Linked DNA regions of Columba livia: region 2 is linked to region 1. A link is a contact called in public Hi-C data. All regions are on one chromosome and are shown on one strand. Each heading gives the region's core, a stretch centred on a gene start, on an enhancer-like site or on the middle of the called end of the contact. The rest is flanking DNA. Distances are from core to core; before and after follow the strand shown. Region 1 overlaps DCT (dopachrome tautomerase). Region 2 holds the start of TGDS (TDP-glucose 4,6-dehydratase).

Evidence for each region. A called contact is a pair of places that touch in the nucleus more often than the background predicts.
Region 2: a Hi-C map of crop shows a contact between it and region 1, with 1.8 times the contacts expected there. The contact joins the promoter of TGDS here to the enhancer-like site in region 1.

What each region holds. Positions count from the first base shown.
Region 1 is chr1:54,749,303-54,756,569 of bColLiv1.pat.W.v2, forward strand. It overlaps DCT (dopachrome tautomerase), which reads right to left. Exons shown (of 9, transcript XM_065056892.1): 9 at 5,228-6,488. The coding sequence ends at 6,307. Among named protein-coding and RNA genes, the nearest start is that of DCT, 24 kb to the right of the region's middle. Within about 2 kb of position 4,694, at least 1 of the 3 cell types and tissues checked has an H3K27ac peak away from gene starts, as active enhancers do.
Region 2 is chr1:54,799,657-54,806,923 of bColLiv1.pat.W.v2, forward strand. It overlaps TGDS (TDP-glucose 4,6-dehydratase), which reads right to left and starts at 3,795. Exons shown (of 12, transcript XM_065056914.1): 1 at 3,450-3,795; 2 at 2,296-2,362; 3 at 1,820-1,888. The coding sequence starts at 3,526. GPR180 (G protein-coupled receptor 180) reads left to right here and starts at 4,021. Exons shown (of 9, transcript XM_065056908.1): 1 at 4,021-4,239; 2 at 6,629-6,787. The coding sequence starts at 4,104.

The sequences.
Region 1 (7,267 bases), core at 3,444-5,943:
CAAGCAGAAATATACCTTTTATCTTTCTGTTCATCTCTCCTAGCACAGCCACCAGGGTATACTTCTTTCTTACCAGCAGACAGATATAGTCTAAATGAGCACTGAGCTCTGTCATCTCTCTCTCCATATGTCATGTCCCTGATCAGAATTTTTTTTAGCTGGGAGGCTGTATTTAACAACAACAAATTCTACATTAAAAACATACGCATTCATCGCTTTTGCAAAACCATAAGTCTTATCCTAACACTACACATGGAAAGAGTTGGAAGGAAAAGAAAAGGAGGTAGGGAAGAGTGTACTTGGCCTGAATAAAAGGACAGATTTTTCTTCTGTTAAAAATCCAGCTTTTTCTTTTCTCAGGAAGGATTGTGCTTTGTCTACACAAGTGGTATTTTTCAAAGCTCTGAGCTGAATTCTAAATCCAAGGGGCTTGGCACACCGAGTGGGTGAACACATCTGCAGAGAAAGCAGGCTTTCTACATCTCGTTGATGCTCCCATCTCCAGGCTCAGGGAGGAGATGCAGCTGCCCTGAGATGTGACACAAATCTGAACAGTCTTAGAGCTGCTCTAAATTAAGCCATTTGTTCCCATCTCTGCCGGGCAGCTATGCCAAGGGGAATAGCAAGAGAGTAGCATGTCAAGCAAGAGTGCACCTGCTAACCACAAAGCCAGTTGTTGACATAGGTCCTAAAGACTGTAAGTAAATTTGATGTGCATCTGCAAGGGCTGAGCATACTTGCTCTCCTGATGCTCTCGCCATGCACAGCCAACTGGAGCAACACAAAAGGAAGCAGCTCTTTGGCAAGGTCTTCCCACCCTGAGCAACCACTGACCATGGAATGGTGGGACACAGCAGCATGAAAGAAAGGGGGAGAATTTCTTGATAAAAGCCAGGTTGGAATTTGAAAGTCTCCAATTAGAATGAAAAATAAACCCAACGAAGAAGGCTTAATAAGCACTTCAGGCTCTAGCTGAAATGGGAGACAAGCAGCTCAAAAGAAGCCAGTCATCAGGCTTATTCCTGACAATAATAGCTTCCAAGCATTTGTTGTGTTTAGTAGCTTTTCAGTTAACTCAAGCAGAGGAAGCAAGTGTGAAACTGTTACAGATATTTGAGCAATAACACCTCCACATTAAAAAAAGAAGCTACTGAAAGATGTTTTCAAGCAAAAGGCACCCAAAAAAAGCCTCAGGAGACCTTCTTATAAGGCAGAAATGAAAAACTGGTGCCATGAGAGCAAACCCTCAGGGATGGATGGCAGAGAAACAGGCCGGGAAGCAGCCTGGGATGCAGCAATGAAATCACCAAGTGAAGGAAACCACAAGAAGGGACATTGTGGTCACACCACTGAACATTTAAGGACATGTCTCCAAGGCATCAGTCCACATAATACCATAATACAATTCACCATATCCAAAACAGACAGCTGAAATCCCTGCTACATGACCACAGAAAATCAGAAACCACAGAAGGAGAACCACCACAGGTAAAACCACAAGGCTGAAAAAGGAGCTTTTTCATCTAATCTGTGAGAAAGCTGGAGGGCAAAGATGTGGGCTGAAAAGACTACATTTGAGCTGGAGATCAAGTGACTACTTCCTTTATGCAGACACTTGTTGCCAAGGGCAATGATTGCAATCAGCCCATACTTTCTTTCCATTCTGCCTGTTAAACTTGCACAGGGCTCATGGGTTTGTCAACAGGCAAGAGACAGCGAAACACTGAAGGGAGAAGAGACAAACAGGGAGGGATAATCCGCTGTGGAAAAGCCCAGACCATTTATTCCCTCTTTACTGAATAGCTTGATATGTTCACTGTTATCTGTTCTTCAAGCTGACTCCCAAATCCAGGTCTCTCAGTCTCACCATGACATTTACTACCTGACTTGCTGTCTGCAAATGTCGTTTGTCATTGCACAAGGGTGGCCTCAGGACCCTTTGAAGGGGAAACACACAGTGATAGTAACATCACCATGGGTGCAGACCGGATCGGTGAAGATCAGGACAGGGAACGTGAACCAGACCTGCAGACTCTACAAATAGGTGCATACCTGGAGCTTGCTTCTCATATTTCATCCTTGGAGGGCAACCTGCTAGTATCTGTGCATGATTTTGGACCTGTACAATGCAATGGCTTATACATTTGATTAATCTGAAACCCAGCACAAAGGTAACTTTCTACGTCCATGGTTTTTCATCCCTTAGGAGAGGAAATGGATGTCCATTCACAAGAAGAGAGAGCTGGTATGTAAAAAGATGGCCAGCACTGGTACCATTTATTCTGGCCTCCTAGGTTTTGGAAAGCCTAGTTTTAGCAAAGAGTTCTGGCTAACAAATATCTGCTGTGTGTCAGCTTCAGGAGCACTGAAGTAGAGCAGGATCATAGATGCAGCCTTGCTTGTAACTTGATTTTCTCCAGGCAGCTGCGTGCAGGACACTTAACTGGCTGCATATAGAGCATAAAGGGCCAAAGTGGGTACTTTAGGAAACCAGGTTTCCCTCCTAGTTGCCATCAGCCTGCATGCCTGGTTCTGTAAGTGTGTATCTTCATTACTGAATTTAGCTGACAGTCTTCGAATCAGCTGCTTTCTCTTTTCCTGCCCTCAGAAGCGCAGGCACACAATATTTCTCCCAAAAGCAGTGTAAAGTAAGGAGTTAGTAGAAGTAGAAGGTCAGTAATGGCATTGCAGCTTCCAATGTTATAATAATAGCCATAAGATGTGGTCACTTTACACTGCTTCTTTCCTAAATCAGGGACAGAATCAGAACAGATTCATTTTCAAGCATTTAGCTCAGTAGCCAGCAATGAGGTTTTATTTAATTCAGAAAACAGGTTCTCACTGATTCCTTCAGAGAATTTTCATGACAATCATTTGCACAAAGGCACAGGCCATGACTGACAGAGATGATGTGGCTGCCACCAGCTTACTACAGAGTCAAAAAATTAGGCACCCGACCCACGGGATGACTCAGAAAGAGGCATTAGCTGCCCACAGATCCAGTACAGCCAGTTGAGAGAGCAATTAACTAGTGACTAGAGAGAATTAAACTTCTCAGAAAGATAATCCACACAAAAGCTCAACACACAGAGCTGGAAGCTGCATAGGTCTAGCTAACAAAAAGGCTGAGAAAGAGATGGTTTTGAGCACTTCTCCCTCTCCAGAGCTTAAACATCTCATTTGCGTGTTACATGCTCCTGTGTGTTTCAGACCCTTTTGTCAGAAGAATTTTAATTCAGCAGGAGTTGTTTTAAAGGGGGGTGACGGTGATGATTGCACCCATCTCAGCTTGAAGTCATTCAGGAGTGCACCTCCCATCTGTCAGCAAACTGTTTTGAGTAAAAAGTGACCATGGGGATGGATGTGCTGGTCCCTCATCCTTCCCTCCTGGGCTGGGCTGGGTGACTGCTCAGTTATGAATGCGAGAGGCAAAAGCAATGGGCAGAGGTGGTTCCTGGGCACCAGTGTCCCCCCTCCCAGGTGGGCACTGTCCTCCCTGTCCCCATTTGGGTGCCCATGCTGAGCCCAGCGCTGCCAGCAGTGTGAGGGCAGGGCACCCCTGCAGGCACTGCTCTGTCCCCCTACCCCACACTGACTCCAGCAGCAGTGGTCACGCTTCAACCTGATTGTAGGACCAAAATCCCAGGGTGTGCTGGGCTCTGTGGAGACTGGGGACAGTGTGTTTACAGCCTTGTTTCCCTCAGTTTAGAAGTCGGTGACAGTCTTTTCCTCCAGTTATGGAACAGAAGAGTCCCTTTACATCTCACCCTGGCAGTAACAGCTTCAGTACAATTTATGCAACAATAGATTGCAGGTATTTACTAACACTTGCATAAACCAGCAATAAAAAATGCCTTTTCTGTAGTTTAGGATGAGTGGAACATTAAAACATGTAAAAGCAATCTCCAGCAGTTTTGTAATGTACCTATGTTCAACTTTCTTCCTTTTTAAGCATTTTGTATAAAGTTTACCTGTGCTTCTTCCTTTCACCAAGGACATAACTTTCCTTGGTTGCTAGACCAAGACTGCGCTTTTTAAAAAGGGAGAAAACAGCATTTTAGTGGCACCAGGTAATTTTCCAGTAAGCCACGAGAGGGCAGGTTGTGTTTGCTATAGAGCTTATTTCAGTCAGATTTTACAAGCAACTGTTAGGACCAGTCACAGTTTTATAGTCCTAATTATTAAACTAAGGCCCAGCAAGCAGAAAGAGTAACACACTGATCTTTGACCTTAACATTTTTAAGTGCATATTATCAATCTAATGCCCTCATTGCTTTTCTTCTGGAAAGGAAAATATCTTTCTACTCAATTTACATGTGAGAACTGAGAAACTGTCCCATGTTTAACCCTCCCACTCTTAGCAAAATTAGTTCTAACAAGTTAGCTGCTATGCCACCTTTTTACATTTCTCCCCTGTCTCTCTCCTTCTTCCACCTCACTGCCACTGTCGTTTGCCCATAACCAGGGCAACAAACGCTTGGGGCAGCAGTATTCAAACCTCCAAAGTGGTGAAGCTAGTTGGGCACACACTATGCCCTGTGAACCCAAGGAAAAATCTGATTCACCCTTAGAAGTAGCAGCCTAGTCTGTCTCCTAAACTTTGGCATTCACATCACATGAAGGACAAAAAGGTGCCAATCTCCATCCAACATCATCTGTCTAAATCACCATTTAGCGGGATCTGGTGCACGTGAAGATTCATTGTCTTGTGCTGGAAAGTGGCTGATATCTCCCCCTTGAGAAGGACATGTGGAGACTTCAGACCCAGCTTCAGACTGACACTCATCAGGGTCCAAATGATATGATACATGTCCAACCCAGGTCTCTGGAGACCTCAGCTGATGTTCTCAGCACCAATTAACACTGGTTCCTACATGGTAAAAACCCCCAAAAGGCAACCTGAATTGGGAGCTAGGGTACTGGGTTGAGCAGCTGCACAAAAAGAGCTACAATCACTGACATCTTGGGCATAAGCCAGGAGCAAATGTGCTGGGAACACCCAAAGACACCACAGAACGGCAGAAACAGCAGGACATCGTTGTCCACCTGCTGCAGCAAGGACTACCTGAGTGTGTGGTGAGCAAATCATAACTTTTTTTTGTCCCATAAAGCCCCCTCAGTTTTGTGAGTTTCTCATATTCGAACTAAGTATATGTAAAGATCTACTGAGATCTTTCTAGTCCACATGGCTAGTATTGAGCAGGCCTAGAAGAAATATCAGAAAGCATTGCTTACTGGAATTTTTTATTCAAGGCTACAAAAGCAGAGTTTTCCTAAGACTCAGGACCTTACAAAACACAAAATCTGTGCACTCCATTAATGTAACATATTATGCAACAAATCTGACATGATCTGTTCAGGACTTCATTTGCTCTGTAAAAACCCTCTCTCAAGATAACATGGGAAAGCAAACAAAATATGGTCCAAATATATGTCTAAATAAAGAAATACATAGGGAATATATAAAGTAACGTTTAAGATGTGGTCTAGGGAATGCCACATCCAAACCTGATCCCCTACCTGCAGACCTGGGTAATGAGAGCTAGCTCAGTCTTCAGTCCCGGTAAATTTAGTTCTAAATTCATTAAACATTGCAGCAGAGTCAGAATAGAGAAGGACAAGCACCATTTTCAACTTCTGTCACAGGTTCCTAACATAGAGGTAAAACACAAGTGTATATTTAGCTGTCAGGGAAATCCTGCTCTTAAATTTCAGAATTTGAGTTTGGAGGTTTACCTACTGCTAACATCAGCTTGACTGTACATGACATGGAATTGATCATGATTCTAAAATAAACTATAACCAGGGAGTTCCTATAGTGTTTTGTGAAACAGCATGAAACATTTTGAACCTTAAAAAAAGACTGTGTTATTCAGAACATTTATTGATAACTGTAAAAATAATGTGTTATTCGAATATATATGTAGAGTTAATAACTTCCAGCACATCTACGAGCTGCTAAATGAAATTAAAAATACATTGAGGTGAAAAATTATCTTGGTTATTCAAGTTGGTTTTCTTCTATTTAGATTCATAGCTGTCTCAATCTAAATCTATAGAGGATGACTTACAAGTGTCACACACTCCAGATAACGTTTAGTAATGAGAAAAGTTTAGCCTGTTGGGCCTTGCACATATGTACCCAGAGACTTCACATATTAACAATTCACTAGATAATGGGAAAACCTGAGTGAGAACAATGTAGTCAGCTGCCAAAGGAGTGTGCGATAAATCCTCAGCTAAGATCTCAATAAGGCAATCAAGGCCACTTCCTACAAGAATGAGCAAAGAAACAAAGCAAGGGCATTAGGCCTCTTCTGTGTACTTTTTGGGGTTGAAGCTCACATTCATCAGTGGTTCAAAACCTCTTCTCTGCCTTCGGTGCAGGAAAAGTACAAGCAGCAGAACAAGTGTAGCCAGAGCTATAAATGCTCCTCCAGTTGTGGTTCCAACCATGACAGCCCAGGCTTGGGTTTCTTCAAGTGAACCTGAAAACACAAAATGTCTGAAGTGAGGATAGCTCATGAATTTCATTTCTCCAGTCACATGAAAGAAGGAAAATATGCTACAGCCTGGTACTTAGGATTGCTTGTGTGGCTTAGAGACCCAGTGCCCACAGGGGAAGCTGGTAATGCACCGTGTAACCGACAAGCATGCCGGACTCAGAGATGTTTCCTGCCAGAGAAGTCTACAGCTGAATTTAAATTTCAGCCTTTCATACAAATTAAAGTGTTGAGAACAGGAAAGGTTAACAGTAACAAAACAAAAAGGCCATCTTCTTATCTAATTTGGCCAAAATTATGAATTATTTAAGCAATTCTTTCTACAATGACATTTCAGCGTAGCTGTTTCCAAGTTAATCTCATCAACAGAAAACCCTCAAACATTCCTACAGACCACAAACTTTTAACTGAAAACATTACTTAGTGTGGTTCTGCTGACCAGCTCCAGATTGCATCCGCTGATTATGAACCACTTCTAGGGAGCCATTGTCTTCTAAGATAATATTGCCTGTTCTTATAATAACCCCGCTCCACTTGGTTGAATAATTTTATTTTGTGTTGTCATTTATGCTTTCAGAAGCAACAACTGCCTGCTGTCCTGTTCTGAAATATGCTGCATATATCAATATGGCAATAATTATGTTTGACTAGGTATTCGCAAAAAAAAAAAAAAAAAAAAATTATTTCAGGAATTTAAAAGGTATTTGGACATACAAGCTTAAAACCAAATGGCTCAAGGACACGTTACACTGACTATGAAAGCA
Region 2 (7,267 bases), core at 2,545-5,044, 49 kb after region 1:
CTGAAACACTCCAGTAAATACTCCACTTATACATTTTGAACTAATTGGTTACAATTATTGACTTTTTTTTTTTTTTTAACAAACTCAAACTCTATACATCTATGCTGAACAACAAGAGAAACTGTGATAAAACTGTATCTTTCCTCCAGTCCCTTACACAAATTTTCTAAACCTTTACTTCTCTACCTTCCAAAACGGGCTTCTTTTCTACAGCATCGCTACAGTGTTTACCCTTCCTGCTCTCTCCTAATGCCAGTAATAGCGTTACAATTCTAATTACAGGGCTTGATCATTTTTTCCAGTGTATTTTTTCCTATCAGTGTAAACTGTTTGGCTGCATACAAGCTACATATAGGCTCTGATCAACATTTCTTAAAAAAACACACACAAACCCTGAAAAGTTGGAATGCATTACACGGGTGTAAATTTTGTACAGAACATATGCCAGCTTTATTCCAGACGCAGTATAGCTACATTGCTTGTCACTATCCCCCGCTTCAGATAGGAATCTAGCTGTTTACAGGGTAAATTTTAGAACTCCGTGTTAATACATATCCAGATAATGAGGCTTTTCTACAGCATTCATACACTTCATATCACATACTAGAAACCATCAAAAACATTAGGAAAAACAACGAAAAAGACAGTTTGGGCATGCTGAAATTGCACACATGTGCTTAGTAAACATCCCCTTTCCCCTCATGCAACTTTTAGCCCAACAGCTCAGAGACAATCACTTACTGAAATAAAGAGCCGGGTTCACAAAAATGTGAACAGCCATGGGGGTCATCAAACAGGTGAGGACCAGTCTAATTCCAACCTTGCCTGAATCCATGAGATATGTTTAACTTACATCCATGTGACAAAGTTGCCCCAAAGTTCCTATTTCAGAAAATTAAACTATATGCATTTCTCTGATGTCCTGCAACCTCGAACAGCCCAGCTAGACAAAGTCCAGCAGCAGTACTGACTTTCATTGAGGGAAGGAACCTTAGCATACAAACCCTGCAGTCAGAATGTTTATCTGAACAATAATTCTAAATCCACCTCCTGTCTTAAGATAAAACTGTGGAAACAGTAAACTGATTTAATTGGCCAAATTTTAAAAAGAAAAGTCATACATTAAATGTTCCAACAAGACCCTGTTCCAAAACAACTATGAACTACACAGCATCAACAGCAAAAACGTACCCTGATATCTAGTGCTAACAGAACAGGAAAAAGTGTGTTGCGCACCACAGAATATGACAAGCGAAAGTGTTTGAAATAATAAATAAATAATAAATAAATAATAATAATTATATATATGTGTGTGTATATATATATATAAATAATAATAAATAAATAAATAAATAATGAATAAAATCTAAGATCGCATCAGAGAAGCACGGAGGAGCCAAATATGAGTCTGTCTTGCCCATACCACCTACCAAAAGTGAATCAATCATCCCTATGACCACTCATCTCTATAACTAGGCTTTTAACAATTATCTACCTTTATTATACAATAAAATATATCAACTTTCAAAAGACTACTTCATGTAAGTGACAGAACATACTGCCTACTTCCACAGTCTTCTATGAGTGAAATATGAAGACAAGCAGACAAAATAAATGCTGTTATATCCATCTGATTGTCACACACATGTTACATACACTGACTCACTCTTGACAATGAACTAATAGAAGTAATTTCAGCTTTATGGTAAATGAAAGCAGTGGCTTCTAGTTTGGGGAACTCTAAAGACCACATTAACTCAATATGAAGGCATAGAAATCAGTAAAAACTCAAGTTTCTTAAAAGAGAAAGCTTTATCACCTGGATAAACTTGTAGTTTTCCTTCTCAGAGACAGTTTCAAGATTCTTCAAGCTTGCACAGTAGTCGAGCTAAAGAGAAATACCGACAGTATATAAATAAGCTAACTCAGATACAACCTAAAAACTGGAAAGTTTGAGAACAAAGCAATAACTTTTTTCAAAATAAAAACTATTTTGCAAGAATACATGATAAAGCTTTAAAAACACAAAACTAATATATCTTTACTGCAAACATTCTTAAATGGAAGTTTAGAACTTCAAAAGCTTCCTTTTTTTTTTTTCCAAATATTTATTTGTAGTGTGCACAGGACTATAAGCATTAACAGTAGTTGACTTTTTTTGCATAGGAACAAATGGATAGTCAAGCAAAAATTTAATAAAAAACAATAATCCATATAAATTTCAAAATGCTACAAATTGCATCAAAAATCATTTAAAATAGTTTTCTGTATGAAAAAAGAAAGCAAGCTACTTACCTTATCCAGGTTTATAATCAAATAGTTTGGGTACTTTTTCACAAGAGAGACAACTACATGTGAAGCACTACAGGACAAAAGAAAAACATATTTTATAATTACATAGTTAGCTTTAAGGTAGCAAAGAGATGACAAATTACAACTAAGTTCAGCAATATCAAAAGGCTTTGTGGGAAGAGGAGGCTGTACTCAAGAGAAATTCACAGATATATTTTAAAACACATCACCATCATTCTGTTGCTAATGCCCATAACCACATACTATTAAGAACCTGAAAAATCAGATTAAAAGTTCGTGACATAACAAAAGAAAGCAGCACTGCTCACTGCCACCCAAAAGAAAAAAAACAAACACACACACAGACCCTAAACACACCCCAATCTGTTATATGATACACCCAGTTGCTATTCCAAATTACTTTTTAAGTTTATACATTGGGTATTAGGGAGAAATAAACAATCTACTCTCCTAACTCACAATACTGACTCTCAAACATTCAACTCTCCAACACTGCTGCTAGGTGTAAGAGACTGACAGCCCGAGTGTCAGGTGGCATTTCTCTTTGCTACAGTTTTGAGTACAAGAAGCTCACTCTTAGAGTTCAGGTTTTGCAGGGCTTATTCACATCTCCAGCCCTCCAAGCTGAGGGTACACACAGAAATCCAGTCCTCTCACAGCTTCAACCCCCAAGCACGCTGACGAGCTTAAGATAGACCTGAACTTTCTTAAGAGCCCACAGCTGTGGGGAGTAGAGGTAACAAACAGTTGTCGGCCCAAAGAACAGTCACCCCCCACCCCGGCTGAGGCTCAGCACCGACTCCCGCCATCAGCGCTGCGAGGTCCCCGCACCCAGCACCATCTCGCCGGCCCCGAGCGGAGGGCAGCCAGGCAGCGGCCCAGCTCGCTCCCCAGCGCTTACCGCCGCAAACTCCGACACACGGAAGAGCCCCAGGCAGCCTCCAAAGAGAACCCGAGCCTGAAAAACGGCTGCGCCCACCGCGGCCTCCACGAAGGCGGCCCGAGCCACCGGCGCCACTGAACCGCCCCGGGACACGACCCAGAGCTGCAGCACCCCTCCCGCCCCGGCCCGACAGCCCCCGCGTCCCCAGGGAGGAGGCCTACGGCCTCGGCCTGACCCAGCAGCCGCCACTCACATGAACCCCGCGCCGCCCGTCACCAGCAGCCGCTTCTCGAACACGGGCAACCCCACCGCGCCCGTCGCCTCCGACATCGCCCGCGCTTTACGGCGACGGCCCTCAAGCCTCAGCTACCGTGCGCCGCGACCCCACGAAACCGCATGCGCAACAGGGCGCGGAAGCTGTAGTTCCCCGGCAGGTTTCTCGGGCAGGGCGGCGGCCACTGCAAGAGCTGGCGTGGGAGGAAGGAGGGAGGGATGGAGAAAGAAAAAAAAGAAACCCTTCCCCACGTTCCTGAACAACGGAGCTAGCTGCCTCTGAGGCGAGCAGCAGCAGCTCCGGCTACAACGTTGCCCTTTACGACGCTGGGGGGGGGGTGTGTGTCTCAATTTACGGCCGAACCCAGCAACGGACACGTCGCAGCTATAGAAGCGCAGACCCGCAGGGCACGGTGGCAGGGGAGGGGCCGGCCGCGTCGTCCCCGCCCCCAGGGTGGGGCACGCTCCCTCGCGCGCAGCTCCCATTGGTTCTCCTTCTCCCCTGTCCCGCGCCCGGTTGTAACCTGGAGGGGTGGCGGGAGGGGGGGAATCACGTGACGCGGCGGCGCGAGCCGGCGGAGGCGGGGGGGGTGGTTCGGGTAACGGTGGCCGCTGCCGCCGGCGGGCCCTGGGGATGCGGTGGCGGCTGTTGTGGCTGCTGTGCGCCGCCGGCTGGTGGGGCGCCGGGGGCAAGACGCTGCGGGGCGGCTTCGCCAGCGCCGCCGCCCGGCTGGAGCCGTGGCGGCCCGTGGCGCGGTTCCAATTCCACGGTGAGTGCCCGAGGGAGGGGAGTAGAAGGGAAGTGGGGGAGAGCGAGCGGCCGCGTCGTCCCTGTCCGCCGTCCTGAAACGGGGCGGGAGAGCGACGAGCCGTTGGGGCGCGTGAGGGCGGCGCGCGGCGAGGAGCCGTTAGGGCGGCGGCCTGAGGGGAGCGGCGGCGGCGGCGGTGGCGGTGGGGTCAGCCCGGCTGCCCGCCCTCCGCCGGGACGTGCGACAGGGCTGGTCCGCTGGGCGGGCGGCGGGTAGCCTGGGACGGCGGTGGGAAGCTCGGCCAGAAGCGGGGCTGCGGCAAGGCAGTGGGCAGAGGAGTTGGCAGCAGCCCGTCGTGCTACATAAACAGTATTTGTCGCAGAATGGCACAGTGCTCCTGTGGGTGGTCAGCGTTCTGCTGTCCTCCACGGCCTGGCGTGGCGGGAGGATCTAGGCGATCCGGGGCGTTTTAACTTTCACATGCGCCTCTCCCTCCCTCCTGGAACTCTTCGGAGTGAGAACGGTGCTTCATACGGTTGTTAGTGTCACCGGGCATCAGAATAAAATTTTTCACCTGATTATTCTCAACGGCTTTTCTTTTCTGTCTTATTAATTCCCTAATAATGTTAGCTAAGAGGCCTTGCAGTGGACTAGAATCCTGTTAGAATGGCCTCTGCAGAAATACATGTTGGAAATTACTCTCCTTTCTACAGAAGTTTTACTTTGCAAAAAGGTATATATGCAGGCGTAGCGAGCGCTATTACACAACAAGGCTGTGCTAGTCAGCATGCTTTCCCTACATGTTCAGCATTTCGGTAGCTGAGACTGTTATTTTTTGTTAGTTAGCTTCTAGCAGAAGAGTTCTATGTAATGCTTCAAAAAACAACTATGAAGATAACAAACAGGCTTCCTCCCAGACTGGAGGAGTAGTGTGAGAAGAAAACAAAAATGTTTACAAGAAAAAAGATAACAACTTATGGGATGAAGGACAATGTGGTATAAGCCAAGAAAAGCTGGAGTGTGACCTTTCAGTTATTGATAGAGTGAAGATAGCTTTGTGGAGTGACTTGAAAGCAGTTAATTATTGCTGTCCTAGAAAATAATTGTAGAAGTGCTCTAAATAGATGTAAAGGGAAAAAATGAACTAGTTAAATCTGAGGAAAGACTGTTAAGATTTAAGAAGAGTGGTTTAGGTGTTCAGATATAATTTATTCTGCAAGTTGATGTTGCATATTTCTTTAAAAATATTCCTCTTTCTGCATTAATACCCACAGCTATATGTATTTTGGGTCTTAGTGAAGCCATATAGGCTTTTTTTTTTTTTTTTTTAGAACCTTCAGTTAATTTTTCAAAATCTTTAATTAGCAACTTAGGTAAACAGATCCCAGATCTAAACTTAGATTTTACAGATCCCAGGAGATCACCTTTTTTGAGGTTTTGTTGCAGGAACGCTCTCTTGCAGCTGGCACTGAACTGCAAAACCTTCCTGGCAAAGCCTTATTCAAAGCTGGTAGTAGTCTATTGACTCACATCCAGCTGGTGCCAGGTTAGGTAGGGAAGAAGATTACTCTGACAGTTTAAAAAACGTACAAATCTTGCTTAAATTTGAATGAATTTGTACTCTTGCAGTACTGATTGATTTTTCTTCTTCATTAAATCCTGCCTTTTAGTGTAGGATACTGTTACATTAAAGAAGTCTATGGCAATAATTTATCAAAATAAGTTTGAGGTCTGTAGAATTACCCACACAAGATAAATTGTGTCAAATGAACTAGTTATAGAATGGCTAAAATATTTTTCTATGTCAAGATGCAGCCTATAAGTAGACTGACACATTGGAGAACACTTTTGAAGTTTGATTTTCATTGGATCAATTTGAATTGTGTCTTCTATACTTAAGTATTTTGGCTCTAATCAGTCCATAACATGAATGTCCATTTACATAAGTTTTTCTGTTATTAGACTCAAGAGCTACCCTATGATGCTCATAATCATGCTGCAAAGGTCACAAAATACTAGACTTTTAACTAGCTATTATGACTGATTGAGGCACTGTCTTTATCTGAAGTTGAAAAAATAAAATTTTGGGTGGGAGGAAGGAAAAAAAGACTATTTGGAAGTCTATTTCTTTAAAAAAAAAAAAAAGGGGGGTGGCAAAGCAAGGCTGTTTGTAGTAAAGAAGGTTAATGACATTTGGGTTAGGGTGAAGGTTTGTTTAGGTGCTATCATGCACTATTGTGTTAAGGAGTTGTATAGAAAATTGTTTCTGAAAGACTCATGGAAAGTAGTGGTAAAAGTTTTAAAGTGAAGCTCTGGCACTGCTACTTGTAAAAGTATCTATGCCATGTTAGCTTTTTGTTTGTAACTGACATCAAGGCAGAATAGTTGATTTTATTTTTTAAATATCAAGGTGACCATGCTGTTCTGTGTGTCAGAATCAAGAACATAGCAGTGGCCCTGGCAAAAGAAGCTAGACTTCACCTGTTTCAAGCACAGGAATGGCAGAAGCTGCAGAACAGTATCCAAGATCACAGCTGTACAGAGAAGTTCTCTAAAGCTCAGCTGACAAGTGAGTTACTACTTTTTTTCCTTTACAAATTGTTATCTGTGTATTTAGACCTCTGTGCTTAGAATATTTATTTCAGTGAATTTGGACTTTGCATCAACTTAAGTGAAAGCAGAACTTTGGCCTTTTGTAATTAAAAATTGTTACAAGGAAATGTAATTGCTTTGTTTGCATCACTTTACAAGACTTTGTTTGCAAGTTACGGTTTAGTACACTGCTGGAAAACAAACAACCCTTGACAAATGATGACTTTAATGCAAACAGCCAAACTTTATGACCTGTTCTAGTCTCATGCACTCACTTGTGCACAACTCAGAAATGGTACACTTTTGGGTGAAGTATTCATTTACCCATTCAGTACAGAGATTTTCTTGAACTCTGCTTCGAGTAAAAGTCTAATTTTTCTTTCTTTTTTTTTTTTAATCTAAACTTTTCCATAAAAAAGCTTATACTGAGTATATGGAAGAATTTACAAATAATACC